Linked DNA regions of Hordeum vulgare: region 1 is linked to region 2. Evidence: chromatin contacts called from public Hi-C data. All regions are on one chromosome and are shown on one strand. Each heading gives the region's core, a stretch centred on a gene start, on an enhancer-like site or on the middle of the called end of the contact. The rest is flanking DNA. Distances are from core to core; before and after follow the strand shown.

Region 1 (6,531 bases), core at 1,733-4,232, 99 kb after region 2:
CATTGGGCCATTTTACGTGCTACATGCTGCTATTGAAACATCAGGGAAGATGCATTCGGCTAAACGAGCCCCAACCCAAGATCTCTTAAGCCGCGTCTTAAGTCCCGGTTAGAAGAACCAACACTCACATTTCTGGGCCAACCCAACATCATGACGACATGTTCGTTAGCCCTAGGTGCGCTTTCGTTCGCTTGGTTGAGTGTAAATTCTCGCTCCGATCCAAAAGAATTGTTTTATATTTATTTACATATGAATATATCTAATCACGTCTTAGTATTTAGATATATTTATTTTTAAAATGAAAATATTGAAACGGAGGGTGTAAATAAGTAAATAACAGCTGGTGAATCGAAAAAGTTATATATATATAAATTAGTAAGTCGTTAACCGTGTTCCGTTCCTCTTTGTTGTTCGTCCTGCGCACGTATTCGCGTATGCTCTCAGTTGTTCGATCGATGTTTGCACGCACGATGCGTATCCTATGGCCGAGACAAGGTCGTCGACGCCACCACGATGGGGCTCCTCACCGTGTACTTGCCGGTGTCGTCCACCCACGTCAACGATCCATACAACACTTGTTCGGGAGTTATCTGTCTGCCCCCAACCCGAACCACGACCGTGTACCTCTGCTTCTCGTGCTTCCCGCCGAACACCAGCCTGTTGGGCATGACGCTCACCTTCACCTTCACCCCGTCCAGTCCCTCCACCGTGGCATTGTACCTCGCCGGCCCGTCGCCCACGTTGGTCACGGCCCTGGCGAACGTCTTCTCTCCGCCGTCGTAGTCGAAGAAGGCGATGAACGACGGGTAGTTGAGATCGTGGGTCGCGCCGCCGGTGCAATCCACGGGGCCTGGTGACTGCGCCACGGTCTTGATTTGCGCCGTCGTGAAGTTCATGGCGCACATGAGCTTGATGTAGTCGTCCGGTCCGGCGTCGTACACCAGGCCGGGGTCCAGCGAGCGGTTGGGGTCGATGTGGCCGGACCCCATCGCCAGCGGGTAGGCTGCGTACTCGATGCCGTCGGCCCTGTCCTTGATGGGAGCCAAGGTGTTGTCCACCGCGCTAGCCGTCGTCATCATCGCCGATCGCACCGCAGCGGGGCTCCATTCCGGGTGCACCGCCTTGATGAGCGCCGCCACGCCCGACGCGTGTGGGCACGCCATGGAGGTGCCGGAGATGACGTTGAACTTGCTGAACAGCGGCTGCGTCCCGGCGTCGGTGACGCTCGCGTTCTCCGCCCACGAGGCGAGGATGAGCGAGCCGGGCGCGAGCAGGTCGGGCTTGAGCACCGTCGGGCAGCTCCGCGACGGGCCGCGTGACGAGTAGGTCGCCACCTGCGGCGCCGGCTTCGTGTCCACGACGGTCACCGCGAACTTGATGGAGGCCTTGGGCGCGCGGCTGCTCTGGATGTAGTGCAGCAGCGCCGGGGCGTCCCGCGGCTTCAGGATCACACCCGGAAATGGGAAGCTCTCGTATTGTTCCCTCAACGTGTCGTTAGACAAGAAGAGCCCGGCGCGCACATTGGCGGCTTTCACCGCCGATATCGCGGGGCTCAGGGCGTCGATGTACGGCACGTCGCAGAGCACGACCTTGTCGCGGCTCTCTGAGAGCGCCGTGTCGTTGTCGCACAGGCCGAGGAGCACGAGCCGGGCGTTTCCGAGGCGATGTGGGGTTCCTGCGTACAGCGATTCGCCGACCAAGGTCGTGCCGTCACCGAGCCGGACGATGGCAGAGAACTCCCGGTCCACCGTGCCCGCCGCGACGGTGAGCACCCACGGCGAGCCGTTGCGAATGTAGCCGGGGTCCGGTCCGTCGTTACCGGCCGAGGTTGACACGAAGACGCCGCGCTGCATCGCCGCGAATGCGCCAATTGCGACGGGATCTTCGTATAGCTGTCGGCCGTTGAAGCCAAGGGAGAGGGAGAGCACGTCGACGCCGTCGGCGATGGCCTGGTCCATGGCGGCGAGTATATCTGAAGCGTACGCGTTGTCGTCCCACAGGGCCTTGTACACCGCCACCCTGGCGCGGGGCGCCATGCCGCGAGCGACGCCTCGCCCGTAACCGAAGAAGGACGCACCCGACACGGGCGAGCCGGCTGCCGTGGACGACGTGTGCGTGCCGTGGCCTTCCGTGTCTCGCGGGGAGTCCACGGCGATGGTCACATTGGAGTTGTTGGCGATGAGGCCCTTGTTGTACTTGCGCGCGCCGACGAGCTTTCGGTTGCACGCCTTGGCCGCGTCGAACGCAATGCCGGACTCGCAGAAGCCCTTCCACCGTGCCGGCACCGGCGGGAGCCCGTCGTCGCGGAAGTTCGCGCTCTCGGGCCACACGCCCGTGTCCACCACGCCGATGATCATGTTCTCGCCGTAGTCGGACGCTTCCCATATTCCCCCGGCCGCGCCGACGCCGAGGCCGAGGAACTCGGGCGTGTGCGTTGTGTCACGCACCGCCCTCGCGTCGTCGCGGTAGCACGACACGAATCCCGGGGAGCGCCGGAGCCTGTCGAGCTCATCGGCGTGGAGCCGCGCCGCGAAGCCGTGCATCGCGTGGTCGTAGACGTAGAACATGTCTGCCCCCGGGGCAGCCGCGGCGAGCGTGGACTCGTACCAGCGCAGGTGGCTCGAGAACACCACCGGCACGGCCGACTTGTCCATGTGCACAATGTAGGACGCCGCCGCCACAGTTTCGGCCGCCGCCGCGGCCGGACGCGAGTAGAGCGCGACCAGCACCAACGCCACCCATGGCCACATTGTGCGATGTACGTAGTACACAAGTAGAGCGCCGGCGGCGGTGGAGTGCGACGGCCGGCGTCGTAAGGGTGACGCGGCCCGGGCAACGGCGGGCATGGTAGTTAACCTGCATGGCCGGTGCTCATGGAGTCGGATGCATTCGGTGGTTGCCTAGTCTTTGTTTGGACACGCCAGCCAGCGGCATGGGCCTCGTCGTCTGCTTCCGCATGTGCACCTCGCGACTGTCGTGTACTACAGGGAAAGAGCATTTTTGGCGAATGCTTACAAGCGTATGATAGGGTATCATGCACCTACCATTAACCATCTTGTTAGTTCAATGTCGATTTTGCTCGAAATGGTTCGGACACAAGTAGATACATAGAATGGTGAAGTTCATCACTCGGAAGTGTAATGTCAGCCGACAAGTTAGAGCAACTGCAACGCACGGACACGACACGCGTTTTATCTGTTTTATGTCCGATTGGGTCGACCATGCGGACGTCTGTCTCCATTTTTCTGGTTAGGTAGACGCATGTATTCAATGCATATTTTTACGCGTGAACTTTAGAAAAAACATGTTCATATTTAAAACATAACTAGTTAAATATCCATGCGTTGTCACGAGACAATAAAATATACGTTGTAAACCATCAATCAAATAACATTCTGGTCATATTATATTTCTCCAGATGAGAGCCGATGCACAACGGCTAATCAAAGCTGATACGTGGAAACTCACGTAGCTAATATCTCTTTCATGTTAAAGATTTATCCATACTGACCATTAACATTTTTTTCCACACAAGCACATCATTCTCCTCCGCCATTTATTGCCCATTGTTTTCTAGCGGCGATGTTGAGGTTGCAGCGTCACTGGCGGTGAAATAAGTTCTCCAGCCTAATCGCCATCTTGATAGTGTTCGATCTAACATGATAGGCTAGTATGGAGATTGTCCAGCTGTGAACAAGAAGTGATGTAGGCTAGTACGTGGATTCTCCTAAATCGACCACACTACCACTTGCGATAGGCTTGGGCGACCTTCGATGGACCGGTTACCTATAGTTGACAACAAAAAATGGCATTTGCCAGATAGATCCACTATTCCTCCATTATGTTGAATGAGATAATTTCGCTAAAATAGTCGATTCTGGGTTTTAAACAGATTTAAAACTTCTAAAACTGTAGTTGGGCCTCCACAGAACTTGCACATCATTCATAGACAATTCTAAAAATTAGCTGAGATATCAACACTTTGAAAAGCATAGCACCAAACTATTTCAGTTATGAAATGTTGTTTTTACATTCTATCATATGCAATCCTTGACATAGTCATTTCCTTCTTTGTCTCCTGATATCATAAAAACTTGGATAAACAACTTTAAACTCTATATACCCATAAGCTATACAATTAGCCAATAAAGGTCACACCATGTAACAATTATATTGATTTTCTCCATGGAGTCCTAATAGCACAGTTTATTTCATCTCTTATGCCCCGTTCGGATCGTCTCCACATCAAAAAATTGCCAACTTCCTAAGAAGCCAGCCGCCGCCAACTTCTGACATGAGAAGAATGCGTCGGCATCACTGAATAACCACTAGTAGAAAAAAGGGCTTTGGTCCAGGGCCTGAAATCCCATTAGTCCCGGTTCACTCACGAACCGGGACCTATGGGGGCATCGGTCCCGGTTCATGAGGCCAGGGCGCCGGCCGGGCCTCGTGGGCCATTGGTACCGGTTCATATCACCCCTTTGGTCCCGGTTCCAGACACGAACCGGGACCAATAGGCCTCGCTCCTGGTGGCAACCGTTCGTATCCCCCTTTAGTCCCGGTTGGTGGCTCAACCCGGGACTAAGGAGTGGTGGCAACCGTTTGTATCCCCGTTTGGTACGTGGTGGTGGCTCAACCTGGGACTAAAGGTCCAAACGGTTCACCTCCTGCGTCGTTTCCAGCGATGAAAAGCACGAACCAAAGCAGAGTTTCGTCATTTCTCCGTTTCTTCTTCTCTCTCGCTCTCATCTCTTCTTCCCCTCTCTTCTTCCCTTCTCTTCTTCCATCATGCCAACCACTCGCTACGGACAGGTGCTCGCACATGACACGACCGGACTCAATGTCGTGTACACAAACAACAGCGCCATGGTGTCGGGTTTTCTTTCCTATTTTTAGGAACGGCTTCAAGAGGCGGAGGAGAATGAAAATTGCATGGGGCTAGATCTGGAGTACACGGCCAATCAACAAGGTGTTGTCGTCATCCAACTATGTTTCAAGAGAAATGTCATGGTCTTCCAATGGACGAGGTAAGTTTTGAGGCTTTCTTTGATCCAAGGTTATGAAAATTGCATATAGTGATCTATGTTCCATTGGATAGCAATATGCAGTTTCTATGTTCCATTGGGTAGCAATTGCATATAGTGATCTAGGTTCCATTGGATAACAATATATATATGTTATAGTTAATTTATGCAGTTTCTATGTTCCATTGGATAGAAATGTCATAGTTAATTTAGAGTTTCTTGATGAATTCATAGGATATGAAAATTGCATAGGATAGCAATATGTTTCATTTGAATCCTAAAGTTCAATTTCTCTTAAGTTGTAGTGAAACAATTTTCCTTGTTGCATATTGGCAAAACCGTGGGAGAACATATATATATATATATATGTCATAGTTGATTTAGGGTTTCTTGATCAATTCATACAATATGAAAATTGCATAGGATAGCAATGCGTTCCATTTGAATCCTAAAGATCAATATGTCTCAATCGAGAGTGGTTGGGACCGAAGGGACATCGGTGGGCTCCGGAAACGAGATTGGTAACTAGAGATGCAAGGCGCACGATGTATCCAGGTTCATGGCTCTCCGTGGGAGGTAACACCCCTAGTCCTGCCGGAGTGGTTGATGAACCAAGACAACTACAATGTGCTCCTTGAGGTGTTCAACGGAGGAGGAAGATGGAGCAACCGGCTCGCAGTCTACCTCTCATGTATGTGTGTGTGTGTGTGTATAGGAATGGCCGACCCTCTGCATGGAGGGGGGCCAGGGGGTTTTATAGACGACCCTTGGCCTACAAAATGGATATAAGGTACAATGTGGGGGGCCCCGCTGGCAGCCTCTCCGGCTGGTCAGAGGGCCCGCTATTGATCAGTCTTGTCGCTGGCGGGGCCCGCCGGCTGCAGGGTCCCATCAGGCTTTGGGACCCGTCGGCTAGGCTATGGGATTGGTGCGTGCTCCCTACGCGGGGCGAGAGTGGTACGATGGCCGTCGTCTTGCGGGATCCGGCGGCGGTCAGTGGTACAACCGCCTCCACTGTAGCCACACCGGACAAGGTAATGGAGTGGGTGGTGGCGTGCGGGTACTGTACACGGTTGACGGGTCGCAGCCGACACCGATCAGCATTACGACCGCCACCACTGTAGCCACGCGTATTCCACTCCATCGTACCCGAGGTGAGGTACTTTCGCCTTTAATCGAAGGCTTCCATCACATCATAGGGATTGATTCGACGGGTGCTCCCCAGCCGGCTGACGGCTAGCCATTCGGCCAGAGAGTAGACGGCGACGCTCCTAGCCGGCGCGAGATACCCAGCCGGCCAGGAGGAGCCGACATGTGAGGAGGCTTTCACCTCACTCTATGCCGAAGTGTGAAGGAGTAGGCTTGGTGAGCCTATCCGGGATTATCCCTCATCACTGCTTGACTAGTTGGTTAGCGTGATTAATGTATAGATCTTAGCTTGTTAAGATTAAGAGTTTTATAATCCCACCCTATACACTATCAGAATCGTACGGATTTTTTGGAGAAA
Region 2 (7,033 bases), core at 312-2,811:
CTACATGCAAGCCGTGTTAAAATAGAAGACCTGTGAAATTTTGAACTGCATTTTTGTAGGATATGACCATCTTTATTTGTATCGTAACTATAAATTCTCAAATTATAGACATTTTTTATAAATTAAGAGCGTGTGCCGTGTGGTATTTCTTTCTCCCGTTGCAACGCATGGGCCCTTTTGCTATTGCTTCCGTCGAAAAACCCACTACGACATTTTTATAAAAATAAACCCTGTAATTTTTGTTATTCAACCCGCGCTCCATCATTTATCTGCAACGCAAAAGGAAAAAACGATTTGCTGCAAAAATTGTACCCGTACGCATCGCCTCCTCCCGTCGACCCTGGGCCACCCTGGCCTGTGCCCAGGCTGCCGCCACACCACTCGCCGCTGCGGCCGACCTCAACCGCCAACGTTGCCGATCTCAACCCACCCGCCTCCGCGGCTGTACCTCTCCCCGCTCACTGCCCCCGTTGCGGCGCTCGAGCACATCGCGTCGACCCTGGTCCACCCTGACCTGTGCTCAGGCCGCTGCCACACCACTCGCCGCCGCGGCCGACCTCAACCACCACTTCTGTCGATCTCAACCCGCCCGCCTCCACGGTCGTACCTCTGCCCGCTTGCTGCCCCTGTTTCAGCGCTCGAGCACAGCTTCTGGATCAAATTAACGCGACAGCTACAACGACTTGGATGATGCGTCTGCTCGATGCAGAACGGCGGTGGCGCGCGGATAAGGCACGGCGAAGCGAAGTACTTGCAGGTGGAGGCGGACCTCCATGGCTCACACGGGGAACTCCGAGGTTATGGCGCGGCAACGGCGACTCCTTATGGCCAGATAGAGGCGCCTAACCCTTGCTCCCCTTATCGTATCCCCTCCTCCGACAGGAATTCATCATCTGGTGAGATCCCCTCCCCATGCCTCCAACCGTGTGCCAAGCACCGGCAAGAAATTTTGTTTTGTGGGAATTTTTTTGCTGATGAATGAATGTATTGAATGTAAGATTGCATTGTTGTAGAGAGAGAGAATGGAACACCACCTTCAGTTTGTTATCTCATCCCACATTCTCTACCCATGAGTGAAATAAGATAACAGTCCCTTGATCAATTCACGTAGCCTCTTTGTTTTGCTTTGCTTGCCCCGCTCAATTTTTCATCACGACGGAATTAACAATAGACGGGTTGATTTTCTCAACAAAATAGGATAGGACTGACTACATTAGTTAGTTAGCTTATTATTTTAATAAATCAAAATGATTATAAAAAGATTAAACGCATGTGGTATTTTTTCTCCCGTTACAACGCACGGACCCTTTTGCTAGTAAAGATTTAAGATAAAACTATTTTATCAACCATTGTACATGCCCTCGGTGGCTGGCTCGCTGCCGCCTCTGTGTCTACACACAAAAGACTAATCGATCCATCCACCCATTGGTATGAAAAAAAAATAGTGTGCGTATGCTGATTTGGGCAGAGCCAGGGAAACGAACATCAATGTGTGCGTGCGTGGCTTGTATTAGAACCCATCGCGCAGGCATGCGCGTGAAAGGCTGAAAGCTGGGAGCTCCTATGCAGCGCTGCACGCGCCCGTTAACGATCCGGCGCCTGCAGCGCTGCTACAATGGGCCGGTCCATTAAAGTGCTGTTCATTTTTTCTTTTTTGACTTTTTTTATTAAAAAATATTATAAAATAAAGAAAGGTTTACAGATTTAAAGAAAAAAGGTTTATCCATTTTTCAAAAAAGTTCATATCTTTAAAAATGGTTCATCAATTTGAAAACAAGTTCATCCTATTTAGGAAAAGTTCATTAACTTCTTAAAAGTTTAATATATTTTATTAAAGTTCATCAAAATCAAAAATGATTCATGTATTTAAAAAAAATCATTGAATTGAAAAAAATGTTCATAAATCTTTAGAAAGTTCATCCATTTCCAAAAATATGTTCATCAAATTACAAAAAAGTTCATTGATATTCAAAAAAGTTCATCAATCCCAAAAAGTATTCGATGAAATTTTTTAAAAAATCGTCGATATTTAAATAAGTTCATTGATTTTTTATTAAAATGTCACAAGCGCCTAGATAGGCTGAGTCAGTTCGAACACCTCACGCACGAGTTAACAAAAATGCACGTTAACTGAAGTCTGTGGCGTCAAATAGGAAATGCCCTGAAAGCAGCCTTGAGACACCCGATGCACCAATTTTGGGCTAACATGATGTACACAGCCTTTTTAGGTGACTGACAAGTACTAAAATTAAATTGGACCCGTATTCCTGTGCATTAGGGTCAGCCCAATAGGCTCCACCACTCGCCCCGATCTGCAAAATAATCGTTAAAATACGCGTTGGTCCAAAAAATGCTGCCCGACCATACCCTGCAAACGCATTCGACCCTTAAATATTTTGGAGGGGCGCGACAAAATCCCATCCCCAACCCACGAAGATGCAGGTTTTCGCCTCGCCCCTATGGTGCCCCTTATCCCAGAAAAGCGGTTGCCGGGAGAGACATTTCAGCCCGCGCCCTTTCCTGCCACCTTCCGCTGCCGCTCACCATTGGTTCCGCCCGTCCGCCGCCGGTGTTCTGGCCAAATCTGCGGGCGGAATCGCGCCGCGGGGGTGCCCCTACCCTCTTCCATCGAGCCGCTGCACCAGCTCCCCGGATCCGCTGATCCACCCTCGGAGAGCCACCGCCCCCGAGCAGCCGGTGAGTTTGTACTTGTGCTTATGCCAAGCGGTATGCATAGTTGGTTAACATGGCGCGCGTACTTGTGAATTTAGATGGAATTGAGCCCGTGCGAGAAGTTTTTGCTCGACGATTCGATTAGACGACTCGGATGTTGATATGCTGCTTGTCAACTATCGCAGCAGACGTTGATGATGACCCTTGCCGTGAAGGAGCATGAAGACAAGAACCGAAAGAGGCGGCGAGGATCGACCGTCGGCCGTCTTTGCATTCCTTGAAATCGCCATCTCAAGAACGAGATGTTGATGCAAGACTACTTCGCGGACAATCCAACATATTTGTCGCACCTCTTCCGGAGAAGGTATCGAATGTGTCGATCCCTCTTTGTGTAAATTGTTCAAGATTGCGAGGCCAATTGTCAGTATTTTACACAAAGAAGAAATGTCGCGGGCTTGAAGGTATTTAGTGAACATCAAAAAATCTCGGCAGCTATGCGGGTAATTGCATATGGCATTCTGGCTCACTATGCTGATGAGTACCTTCGCATTGGTGAAGATACGATAAATGAGTTAGTGCATAAGTTTGCCAAAGTGATGATCCGTGTCTTTGATCCTGAATATCTTCGAGCACCGAACGAGGAAGACACACAAAAATTGATGGCATCTAATGATAGAAGAGGTTGGCCTCGCATGCTAGGAAGCATAGATTGTATGCATTGGACTTGGAAAAATTGCCCAAAGACATGGTAGGGAATGTATTGTTGCAAGTCTCATGATGCAGCAATTGTGCTAGAGGTCGTTGCATCCAAGGATTCATGAATTTGGCATTGCTTTTTTGGTATACCGGGTACTCTCAATGATATCAATGTGTTGCAATGATCTTATTTGTTTGCTAGGCTTGCTAGTGGTGATGCTCCTGCTTACAACTACGCTATCAATGGGCATGAATACACAAAGAGGTACTATCTTGTAGATGGTATATACCCTCCATGGTGCACATTTTTCACGAGCATCAAAGACCCCCAAACTAGGAAACAGTGTGATTTCGCAACGGCACAAGAGGCAGCCCGGAAAGACATTGAAAGAGCATTCGGGGTTTTGCAATCTAGGTTTGCCGTTGTTCGTGGCCCCGTTCGTTTTTGGGACAAGTGATCCTTGAAAAACATCGTGACATGCTGTGTTATTCTTCAAAATATGATTATCGAAGATGAGAGAGACATGAACTTGGAGTTCTTCTATGACAATGTGGGTAGCCGTGTCAAACCATCTAGAGACCCTAACCGCATTAGATCTATTCTTCACACCTACAAGGAGATTGAAAATGCAAACACCTACTTTCAGCTTTAAGAGGATCTCATTGAGCACCATTTGTTGGAATTATGCCCTAGAGGCAATAATAAATGTGTAGTTATTATTATAATTCCTGTATCAAGATAATAGTTTATTATCCATGCTATAATTGTATTGAATGAAGACTCATTTACATGTGTGGATACATAGACAAAACACCGTCCCTAGCATGCCTCTAGTTGGCTAGCCAGTTGATCAATGATAGTCAGTGTCTTCTGATTATGAACAAGGTGTTGTTGCTTGATAACTGGATCACGTCATTGGGAGAATCACGTGATGGACTAGACCCAAACTAATAGACGTAGCATGTTGATCGTGTCATTTTGTTGTTACTGTTTTCTGCGTGTCAAGTATTTATTCCTATGACCATGAGATCATATAACTTACTGACACCGAAGGAATGCTTTGTGTGTATCAAACGTCGCAACGTAACTGGGTGACTATAAAGATACTCTACAGGTATCTCTGAAGGTGTTAGTTGAGTTAGTATGGATCAAGACTGGGATTTGTCACTCCGTGTGACGGAGAGGTATCTCGGGGCCCACTCGGTAATGCAACATCACACACAAGCCTTGCAAGCAATGTAACTTAGTGTAAGTTGCGGGATCTTGTATTACGGAACGAGTAAAGAGACTTGGCGGTAAACGATATTGAAATAGGTATGCGGATACTGACGATCGAATCTCGGGCAAGTAACATACCGAAGGACAAAGGGAATGACATACGGGATTATACGAATCCTTGGCACTGAGGTTCAAACGATAAGATCTTCGTAGAATATGTAGGATCCAATATGGGCATCCAGGTCCCGCTATTGGATATTGACCGAGGAGTCTCTCGGGTCATGTCTACATAGTTCTCGAACCCGCAGGGTCTGCACACTTAAGGTTCGACGTTGTTTTATGCGTATTTGAGTTATATGGTTGGTTACCGAATGTTGTTCGGAGTCCCGGATGAGATCACGGACGTCACGAGGGTTTCCGGAATGGTCCGGAAACGAAGATTGATATATAGGATGACCTCATTTGATTAACGGAATGTTTTCGAAGTTACCGGGAATGTACCGGGAATGACGAATGGGTTCCGGGAGTTCACCAGGGGGGGGGGGCAACCCACCCCGGGGAAGCCCATAGGCATTGGGGGAGCCACACCAGCCCTTAGTGGGCTGGTGGGACAGCCCACAACTGCCCAATGCGCCAAGAGAAGAAAAATCAAGAGGAAAGAAAAAAAAGGAAGGAGGTGGGAAGGAAGGGGGACTCCTCCCACCAAACCAAGTCCAACTCGGTTTGGGGGGGGGGGAGTCCTCCTCCCTTTGGCTCGGCCGACTCCTTGGGGGTCCTTGGACCCCAAGGCAAGGCCCCCCCTCCCTCCTCCTATATATATGGAGCAATTAGGGCTGATTTGAGACGACTTTCTCACGGCTGCCCGACCACATACCTCCACGGTTTTTCCTCTAGATCGCGTTTCTGCGGAGCTTAGGCGGAGCTCTGCTGAGACAAGGTCATCACCAAACTCCGGAGCGCCGTCACGCTGCCGGAGAACTCTTCTACCTCTCCGTCTCTCTTGCTGGATCAAGAAGGCCGAGATCATCGTCGAGCTGTACGTGTGCTGAACGCGGAGGTGCCGTCCGTTCGGTACTAGATCGTGGGACTGATCACGGGATTGTTCGCGGGGCGGATCGAGGGACGTGGGGACGTTCCACTACATCAACCGCGTTCTCTAACGCTTCTGCTGTACGGTCTACAAGGGTACGTAGATCACTCATCCCCTCTCGTAGATGGACATCACCATGATAGGTCTTCGTGCGCGTAGGAAAATTTTTGTTTCCCATGCGACGTTCCGCAACACCATTGGCAAAGGGCTGGGCAGTAACACATTCTATTTTCCATTCATTTTCATTTAATTCATGTGTGATTTGTATTCATGACAAGTTTTGTATTGAATTATTTAGTTGGCTTCGGTGATTTGAATAATTATTGTATTTTGGATGATAATTGTATTGTAATATCGACATTTTTCTTATATTGCAAATTAGTAATTCTAAATATGTGCATATGTGTCACATTCAGATAAAACCACATCTGATATGCGGACCGGCGCGCGCCGGCAGAGCAGACACCGCACAGTGGAACTGTAAGCAGAATATCCGCGAATATTCCGTTTTACAATTCCGCTATGTGGGGTCAATTCGGCCGGCGCTTGCCGGCCCGCAAAAATGTTTTCCGCGAACTGTAAATGAGTTTTGCGGGTCGGTGATATACAGGGTTTGCTAGAGATGTTGGAAGAGCATATCGAGCCGTTCGCCCCCCAAGGACCTAAAATAGCGCTGCTTGGGGGTGAACCAACGCTAAAATCAAATTGCGCGGGGGGGGGGGGGTGCCCCCACATGCCGTTTTTCAAATTTAATTTGGACCAAATTCGAAGAAACTGACTTGATTTTGGATGAAATTTAGCGATTTAACTCAAATTTGTACAAACTTAAAGAAGTATATAAAAATATAAAAAAACTACGCCACCGCCGCCGCTAGCCTAGTTCATGCCGAGGAGCTGGTAGAAGGCGGTGTAGTCGTCGTCGTCGTCATTGTGGTCGCCGTCGTCGTCGTCATCGTTGTCGTCGTCGTCATCGTTCTGCGCGCCGCCGCCCTTGCTGCAACCCTGCCCTAGATCACCGTTGCAGACGGGGGCTGTCTGCGCCAGTTTCTCCTCATCGTTGTCGGATAGGACGTTGACGCCACCCTCTTTGCGACCTCAGCGCCGCGCGGTGGTCTCCTTTAGAGCACAACGCTGATACGTCTCCATCGTATCTACTTTTCCAAACTCTTTTGCCCTTGTTTTGGACTCTAATTTGCATGATTTGAATGGAACTAACCTGGGACTGACGCTGTTTTCAGTAGAATTGCCTTGGTGTTGTTTTTGTGCATAAATGAAAGTTCTCGGAACGTCCTGAAAATTTACGGAGAATATTTCTGGAAAATATGAAAAAATACCTCCGCAAAGATCCACCGGAG

The links. Hi-C and Micro-C count contacts between places; a contact is called where the count stands out from the background.
Region 1: a contact with region 2 is called in a Hi-C map of seedling, with 2.5 times the contacts expected there. The contact joins the promoter of LOC123411803 here to the enhancer-like site in region 2. A contact is called at or near these places in 2 of 6 Hi-C or Micro-C datasets (leaf and seedling).

The regions. Positions count from the first base shown.
Region 1 is chr7H:601,400,067-601,406,597 of MorexV3_pseudomolecules_assembly, forward strand. It overlaps LOC123411803 (subtilisin-like protease SBT3), which reads right to left and starts at 2,983. Exons shown (of 1, transcript XM_045104764.1): 1 at 328-2,983. The coding sequence starts at 2,846. The coding sequence ends at 480. It overlaps LOC123409816 (a long non-coding RNA gene), which reads left to right and starts at 6,495. Exons shown (of 2, transcript XR_006612905.1): 1 at 6,495-6,531.
Region 2 is chr7H:601,302,135-601,309,167 of MorexV3_pseudomolecules_assembly, forward strand. No RefSeq gene overlaps it. Among protein-coding and RNA genes, the nearest start is that of LOC123407484, 9.6 kb to the left of the region's middle. Within about 2 kb of position 1,562, at least 3 of the 3 cell types and tissues checked have open chromatin away from gene starts, as enhancers often do. A contact at or near this core is called in leaf and seedling, where this site is marked.